Regions from separate parts of the Mus musculus genome. Here region 1 is linked to region 2. The links are chromatin contacts, called in public Hi-C maps. All regions are on one chromosome and are shown on one strand. Each heading gives the region's core, a stretch centred on a gene start, on an enhancer-like site or on the middle of the called end of the contact. The rest is flanking DNA. Distances are from core to core; before and after follow the strand shown. Region 1 overlaps Pard3b (par-3 family cell polarity regulator beta). Region 2 overlaps Pard3b (par-3 family cell polarity regulator beta).

Region 1 (4,229 bases), core at 679-3,178, 130 kb after region 2:
TGTCAGCTTGGTTAGTAAGCAGTATTTTGGCAAATTCCATTGCTCCAAAGGTCAATATCTATTTTCCTCTCTCCCACACATATACTTTTCTTCCTAAGGACTATGCCTTTCATCTTTGACCCTAGGGCACCCCTAATCTCTTTAACGAGCTTATGCAAAAATCAAAGGCCAGCAGAAAGTTGACTTCAAGTAGCTTCTGCTTTCAGCTCTGCAAAAACCCCAAAGCAAAGAAATATCAACTGCAGGCCGACCAAAGAGTGAGGGTGCAAACCAAAGAGATACATACAGATTATTGCTTAATGAATTAAACAATACCAGATTATTGATAACAATGACATCGTTTATTCAATGCCTACTCAACCTAGTTTTGTACAGCATATCTCAAACAAAGATGCTGTGATGTAGACATCTTTAACGCTATTGTATAAATGATTAAACTAAGACTTTGCTCCATCACCACACAATCATTGACCAAGCTGATTTTCAAATGTGGGCTAACTCCCAGAGCAAAGAGATGAAAAGGAGAGTCCAGCCCCTGGCAGCTCTTTAGATACTTTTTATGTAAGGGGCAGGGAGAAAGGGAAAGATTTCCTGTTTCCCCTGTCTTTAAGCACTCATATTTAAACACTGTCAAAACTGTTTCTCTTCCTCTGCTGAACGACTCTTCATCATTCCTAGTTTGCTTTGGAACCCAACAGGACTGAACCAAAACCCACGTTTGGTATTATTTTTTCAGTTCCCTTTAAAAGTCTAAACGAAATCATTCTTTTTATGTTGTAATCAAATAAGTTAGCCATCTCCGGGCTCTAACCCAAACCTAAATAGAGAAAAAAGCAGAAAAATGAAAGCTCAGAACCACATTATTTTTCCATAATATGTCAAAAAAAAAAAAAAACCCTCTATGCTACACTTACACTCAAGTGAAAAAAGAACCCTTTCTGCCTCTAATGAGCAATTAATTCCAGTTCAGGATGTCGAGTTTAGAAGAAGTTAAGTTCCCCCAAACCACAACCGTTTGTGTTGGATCATGCTGAAAACCCAAAATTCCAACTTCTCAATAATAACATTCTTTTCTTCTACTGCAATGGGAGAAATGACCATTTTATGTAATATAGGAGGGACCATAGCAGAAACTCCTATGAATTCCAGATTGCCTAAACAGTCCTCAAAGCTGTTTAAAATCAGTTGGATGTGTTTTGTTTTAACAGAACTGAAAAGGCCTAAAATAAACTTTGGGTACTAAATTAAAAGGAGAAGATGATGTTTAGAGTAAAAGATATGAAAATCCATCTAACTGGTGTTTGCAGCCCTTCAAGTTGACAGCAGTGCAGAACTTGTAGGTCATGGCGTCTTCCTAACTATAAGTCACTTGGGTCACAACCGTGGCCATCTTGTAATTTCTTTAAAAAAAAAAAAAAAAAAAAAAAAAAACGTTGGCGTCATAACCATTCTGAAGTTTTACAACATTTGGTTCTTATTTAATATCAACTATTCTGATGTTATGGTGGGAAAAAGAAAATTTATAGAAAGCCTGCCTTTTGGATTCATAGGAAAGATACGGAATCAGAGAAAACCCTGAAGTGATGGCCGTGGGTATCACAGCCAATGCCATGGCTAAGGCAATTGCCATTCCCCCCAGTGACTATGGTGACTTTTGAATAAAGCTGTGATACACATCAGCATCTGTGACTTTACAGCTCTCCCAGGTCTCTCATCCAACACTGTTTCATTGTGAGCCTTGAAATCACAATGCTAATTTTGTTTATGAAAACATACAGAAGTTAGTACCACTGAATTATACAGCTAGGCTGACATGTCACCCTTCCCATTCATTCTAGGGAAGGATCCTAAAGGACAGGGTATGATGTGGTGACTACAGGTCACTGAGGAATTATTCCCTTTCCGACTTTCAAGACTGAGGGAAAGTCTGTGAATCACTTTTCAAATGATTTAGCTGCTCTGTGTCATCTCTGACTCACTTGGCTCCCTGACTCAGGCAGCAAAACTGGAGCAGCACATGTGCAAAACATGCGTCTTGCAGTTCTTCAATCCTTTGTTGGTTATTCGGGTTATTCGCCCAATGAATACTGAGTGATGTATGAATGCCTATGAAAACGTACATTGTGCCCAACAACTACAGCATCCAAACTCTCCAAAAGCGATGAAAGATTCATATTTTCTCTCTCTCGCTCTCGCTTTCACTCTCCCTCCCTCCCTCCCTCCCTCTGCCTCTCTCTCTGTCCCTCTCTCTCTTCCCCTCCTTCTCTTCCCTTCCCCTTCCCTCCCCCTCTCTTTTCCCTCTCTCCCTCTCTCCCTCTTTCCCTCTTTCCCCCTCTCCCCTCTGTCTCTCTGCTCTCCCCTTCTCTCTCTATCTTTCCCCCTCTCTCTCCCTCCCCCCTCATATGTATGTGTCTGTGTCTATGTTTCAGTCTATGTGTATGTGTGATGTATATGCACATAAACATATTTACGCTTTGGAATTTCCCCCTCAGAGAAACAGTAGGAAATGTTGCGTGAGAAAGATATTTTCCTTCATGATCTGATGTCTTTTCTCTAATGAACCTTCTGGCTCACCCTGTAATAATGGATACCCCCAAACCATGTGAAGACATCTCCGTTTTTCAGTTATACTCCCCTATCATCAGTAATTGCCAGAGTCCCAGATTGTTTGTGAATAGCAAATCTCATTTAGTTCCTTAGATCTACCAGTTAGTTCTTTCTCTTTCATCTATTCAGTTGCAGACCCAGCTTCCTGTTTTCTGAAAAATTCCCTTTACAGTAATTTCCAAGTTTAAATGGTCAGGCAGCCCATAGGCATCAATGTTCTATATCTGTGTGTGGTTATGAGGGAATCAGAGGCTCACATTCCAGACCAGGAAATCATGGTCTCATGATGAACGTGAAGGATGGCAGTGGGAAAAAAATCTTTTAAAATAGTTCTTAAATTGGTGACTTGGGGGAGACGCTATTGTGTCTAGGAGTTTGTGGTTTAGGTGTGGGTTTAGACTGCTTTTGACATTTCCCAAATTCAGACAGAAGAAAACTTTCTCTTTTCTAGATGTAGATGCAGATATGTGAAGTTAAAAACTGCAGTCCTAAGACCACATAGCTGACAAACAGGAAAAAGCAAACACTTTGTTTCCAGCATTCAGTATTTCCCCCTTGATGCACACCAAAAATCTGAATCCTTTCCCATTTAGAATCTCCTAAGGTTTTGCTAGTTTTCTGCAAGATTTTATTTTCAAAATAAGAAGAAAATCTATTAATGTTCTAGCATCATTTAAGGAAAAATGATAGCCTTGTTTTTACTTTTGTTTGCATATTAGACCTAGGACTGGAGATCATATTTCAAGGTGTCTGGTTGCTTAGTTACGTTCATTCATTCATTCATTCATTCCTTGGGCTTCCATTCAGTGGCAACTTTACACCAAAAATTTACTTGACTCCAAAGACTCAGAAGTGAATAAGGAGTCCATGTCAGTGAAAAGGGCAGACAGGAACCATAATTTCATTTAATGAGATATTTCTGAGTAGTTATACAGGAAGAAATCGGTAAGTGAAGTATAAGATGTGGGGGGTGGGTTAACCAGGAATTAAGATAGATTTGCTTTTATCCCTATAAGTTCTCCCTTATGTACTTGGCCTTTCGTTATGTCTGCTCTGAGGGCAGTCCGCCTCAAAGCAAACTTCTGCATCTAGCAATCACCCTCTGCAATTTACGAACAAATATAAAGTAGCTTTTAGAGTATGTCTAATAATGAGACTGTTCTTGAGGTCCACCCTCTCACTCTGGAGATTTGCTCATTCATGTACCACAGCAGGACCAGTTAAGTTAAGGACCTAAATCAGCCCCAAAGGCTCATTTTTCAAACTGAGTCTCATGGCTTCTTAAATGATCATGGGATCAATTAATTGGACACTGTTGTCATTCCTAGACTATTTGAATAAAATAGAATATATCAGAGATCATGTATTATAATTCTGGTGGGGGAGATTTTTGTTTATGACCAAATGCATGTACATACTCACACACACACATACACACATACACACACTCAAACACACATGTGGGTAGACAGACAATCACAGAGAGATAAGCAGACAGACAGAGCTAGAGATAGGGAGACAGAGGGAAAGACTGGTCATGATATAAATTATAAGTCTTTTATGAACTATGATTCAAACCTGCAGTCTAGACTCTAAGTTACCTATATGGTTGTTAATCATTT
Region 2 (4,382 bases), core at 1-2,500:
GGAGCACACGCACTTGTTTCTAGATGCAATAGGAAGTCAGAAGACCATGTCAGCAAGGTGTCATGTGCATGAGCACCAAGTTACAACTGCTTGGAATAAAGAAGGACCAAACTAGGATAGAGGCCTGGAGCAGGGATGAGAGAAGAGTGAGGGGCCAGAAGTCCCTGGCAACAGTAAGGAACTGAGAGAGAAAGAACTCCCACGTTTGTAATTTAGGATATTGATTATACACTGTGCTATGTGTCACTTTCACAGGGAGTCAGATAGAAATGGAGGACAACAGTCACTCTTGACCTCACTATGTTAGGAACGTTCACAAAATGAAACCAGACATTTGGAATAACGGCTCCTGGACTACTCTCTGTGGGTTGGGCACTTTCCCAAGAATGTTAGCATCTATTATCTCATTTAACTTTCCATAGCCCTTTGATACATTTTCTATAATTATCTCTACTTCAAGATGAGAAACCACGGTTGGAGAACTGAGTAATGTAGAAGGCCACCAGATAATCGGAGACAGCTGCAGATCAAAGCAGGCAGAGGCCACAGCCGTGGCCCAACCTCACCCACTAAGTAATGGGTAGATGAGTACTCGGGAGCTAAGAAATAGAAGAGGCAAGTGTTGATGTCCCTTCCAAGCTTTGGTGGGGCGACACCCAAGAAAGGACAGGAAATATCTGGGCAGTGATGAGGTCGGAGGAGGGGGGAAGGGATCCAGGCAAACCACTAGTAGCAGTCACTGCCAACATGAGGTACTGCTGCCCAGTGGAGAGAGGGGCTATGGGCATACAGTTAGAAACTGGCCTAAAACTGGGTGCGGGGGGTGGGGGGGAAATCTGTAAATGAAATCAGGGAAAGGTACATGAAAGCATAGAATTATAAGGAAAATCGCCCTGGGCAGTTCCAAGGCAGCAGAAAATAAAGCAGAGACTGGATCTAAGAGAGGAGGAATAGAGAAGGGCCTGGGGGCGGGGGGGTGGGGTGGGGGGGGTGGCAGGCCAAGCCTACCAATCTACACGAGCCAAGGACATGGCTCCTAAAAGTGGAAAACTTTTAAAAGAATGCAAAGGGGGTGGGGTGGGGGCTCTGTTTGTTTTCCTTATCTTGTTGTTTTGTTTCGGTTTCTAATGAAACTGGAAAACAATCTCTTTAAATAGAAAACTAAAAGAAAAAAAATGCTGGAAAAACCTTCATGACCAAATACTCCCCAGTCTACCAAGAGTGCGGACAGTCATTGACGGAACGCTAACCTGATGCCTTGTCCTATGAAAGGCCTGGGTAACAAGAAAAAAATACAGCTCTCTTCTATGAGGCCATAGAAAAACCAAGCTTCTGTTAAAATGTTGGTTAAAAAATGTTTTACCAAGAGGAGTTTACAGAATGCAGAGTGGCCAGTCCACTTACACCGTGCGTCTATAATCACCTGCAAACCTGTGTTTCTCCTGAGCCTTCTGGGAACACATAGATTCCCATTCAGCACTCCGACTTTAGAAATTCTGACTTAAAGTTGGGTAAGGCACTAGGGTCATTTTCCAGTGAGCTTTTTGTGATCACAGAAGCCTGGACAATATTAACCATAGGGTATAATTGCCATGATTAGGACCTAGGTCAAAAGAAGAGCCGAGAAGCGAGGACCAGCAATGGGCAGGGGAAATAGAGTCACAAAGAACTGAAAGGGATTCTCGAGGGCTGTGTGCACAGGCGTGAGATATTGTACCTCCAACTGGACAAGCCCTGGGTGCTAGGGAGGAGTTATCACCTCTGCCAACTCCAGCTGTCCAATGGCTTCCTACCTCATCTTTCACAGAGGACATTAAGAGTCCACAGAATTGGGGTTCTTTTTCTCAGGTTTTGTATTAAGGCCAGGCATCACAATGCTGTCATCTAATTTTGAAGTTAAAATATGCCCAGAAATCGCCACCCTACTCCTCCCTCCTGAAAACTGTTCACATCTGCTGGCAGACATCCGAATCCTTCAGTATGAGCCAGACATTAGGGAGGAAGAACACAAGCACACTCAGGATTAGCAGATCTCCCAATACCCCAGGACAGAAAGTTCAAATCCTCTGACACCCATTATATCCTTCCACCATAGTATATCCCCCTGCCTATGTAAGCCACTGGTCCTAGGGTCGTGATTCAAACCAAGAGATTTGAACTGACTGGATACCTAGGTACTGGTACCTGGGTACCTATCGTCAGCTGCCTCCCTAAATAGAAGAATAAGAAAGAAATGTTCCTTTGTTTGTTGCTGTTTCACAAAAGAAGTCCTCATATTGCTGGGCTCCAGTCCTGCATTACCATGGGAAACCTTCAAGGTCTTGAAACAGATGCTACAAAAATACATCTGAGGGGGCAGGGGCGGGGTGGGAGGGGTAGGACAACAACTAAGAAGGGAGTGTGAAAGGGCCAAGTACTGATTCTCGTAGACTCTGATTGAAAAATTGTAGTGAATTTGAAGCATATGAGCAATGGTTGTTCACGAAGGCTCCGCAATTCAGCAAGTTCACTACAAATCCATTAAAACACCTCTGGTTTTGCTTCAAAATCCTGCCACCCCCAAAAATGTTGGATGCAGTCAAACACATGGCTGTGATTTATACTGACAGGCATACAGGTCCCCCTCCCTCGGCTTCATGGGCTTGGCCTCCACTGAACCTGAGCATTTGAAAAACATTATTAAGTGAGATCTCTGCACGTGCAGTGCGCTGAGTCTGAAGGGCTGAGTTCAGAAACAACCAGAGCTCATGGTGACTGAGGATCCTAGAGTTAGGGTTTGATTTTAATAGGCATACGGCAAAGAGAAAACAACAGCAACTGTCTTATATTGCTACTTTATCATATAACTCAGTAAGTGGTTTCTATATTATCCCAAATCCCTTCATAACATTGGCTTAATTCTTTACCTACAGTGCATGATCCTAATAATTAACATAGGAAAAAATGGCAACATCCTGGAACCCTATGATGATACAAGTTAGCAGATATTAGAGTGAAATGCCAATCTACTTCAATCCTCTTATTTAAAAATTATGTCTGGATGTGCATTTGCCTATGGCATATCATATACAGAAGACTCAAAATTAAATTTTCAAAATGACAACTTCTGTTAAGCGTTGCCTTTCTTCAATTCTTACTACTCAAAATCTAGTTATGCAAAACAGATCTGCTAATTACAGATGGCCTGAAGTAGAAATTTCCTTGAAGGGCCGTGTTCTGAGTACCAAGTGTCAAAGTGTCTGAGGAACAAAAGACACCGGGTCATGGCTTGTGTAAGTCCACACTGGCTCCTTCCCACCCCCCACATTTGCTGAGGACCTTTAGGGTTGGCCCAGAAGGCTGTAGATTAATTTTGCTTTTCCCAGGAACAGCCCAGGAATAATCATTTTTCTAAAGATGACTTATTTGATTTTGTTTCATTACAAAAACAGAGACATTGGTTCCAGGATTTCACTCCCTGGGTATTGTTGGCTATAGACCACCTCCACAGATAGACCTTGGAGACAAAGATAATACCACTATTTATATAGACTAACGTGTACATGGACACTCATATATTTACTGACTCCGAAATTAGTCTAGGATGACACCTTTGAATCTAATCAAACATTGTGTCTTCCCTTTTCTCTTATTTGACCTTCCTCATCATGCACTGGGATGGTCAATTCTCTTCTATAATATATTTCCTGATTTGTTCAGGGTCAGCATATTCCAAAATTATTTCACAGTTGCCAGCCCATGATCTTGTACTAAACAGAGAACAGTATTCAAGCATAGTTCTCGTTGCCTTTAGGCCTGTCATGTCCAGTCAGAACACTGGTTTTCAATGTTTCTGTTAGAACTTTCCCATAGCTGTTCAGTGTGGCTGTGAGTTATTTGTAAGATATTTAATTATAGCTCTATTCCTGTTTGCTTTCCACACACACACACACACACCTTGTGGGTTAATTTTAATACATATAGTAAATGCTCTTTGTTGTATGCAGTCTCCTGGGTTTTGACAAGTGCTGATAGTCATGTATCCATAGTCATGCTACAAAACATGTCTATAAACCTGAATACCCTTCCACCGTCCGTGCCTCTGGTAAATGTCTCTCTCCATTTATCTCCCCCAGTGTCATAGATGGATGGACAAAGGCTCTGGATTCTTTCATTAGCCACATACATTGGAGCCTCTTCTGTGTAGTTTCGTGAGTGGCATCCTCTGCATGGACATTTTGTTTATCTCTTATCACATGCTCTGTGATCCTTACCTATGCCTCTAATGTTTATTTTCATGAGATTGCCCACTGGATCAATGCTTGTTTGAGCGCTCCTTGGGACTCTGAATTTGTGGCTTCTTCGGCATAGTGTATATCTTGATTCAGCTTATTTACTGTGGG

What was found. A called contact is a pair of places that touch in the nucleus more often than the background predicts.
Region 1: a contact with region 2 is called in a Hi-C map of myocytes, with 2.0 times the contacts expected there. The contact joins two enhancer-like sites. A contact is called at or near these places in 4 of 484 Hi-C or Micro-C datasets (the C2C12 cell line, the N1E-115 cell line, liver and 1 more) and 1 of 115 datasets of contacts at active chromatin or transcription factors (trophoblast stem cells).

What each region holds. Positions count from the first base shown.
Region 1 is chr1:62,549,728-62,553,956 of GRCm38.p6, forward strand. The region is part of intron 21 of Pard3b (par-3 family cell polarity regulator beta); the gene reads left to right. Among named protein-coding and RNA genes, the nearest start is that of Gm34881, 26 kb to the left of the region's middle. Within about 2 kb of position 1,929, at least 56 of the 459 cell types and tissues checked have an H3K27ac peak or open chromatin away from gene starts, as enhancers often do. A contact at or near this core is called in myocytes, where this site is marked.
Region 2 is chr1:62,416,486-62,420,867 of GRCm38.p6, forward strand. The region is part of intron 18 of Pard3b (par-3 family cell polarity regulator beta); the gene reads left to right. Among named protein-coding and RNA genes, the nearest start is that of Gm34881, 110 kb to the right of the region's middle. Within about 2 kb of position 1,251, at least 9 of the 459 cell types and tissues checked have an H3K27ac peak or open chromatin away from gene starts, as enhancers often do. A contact at or near this core is called in myocytes, where this site is marked.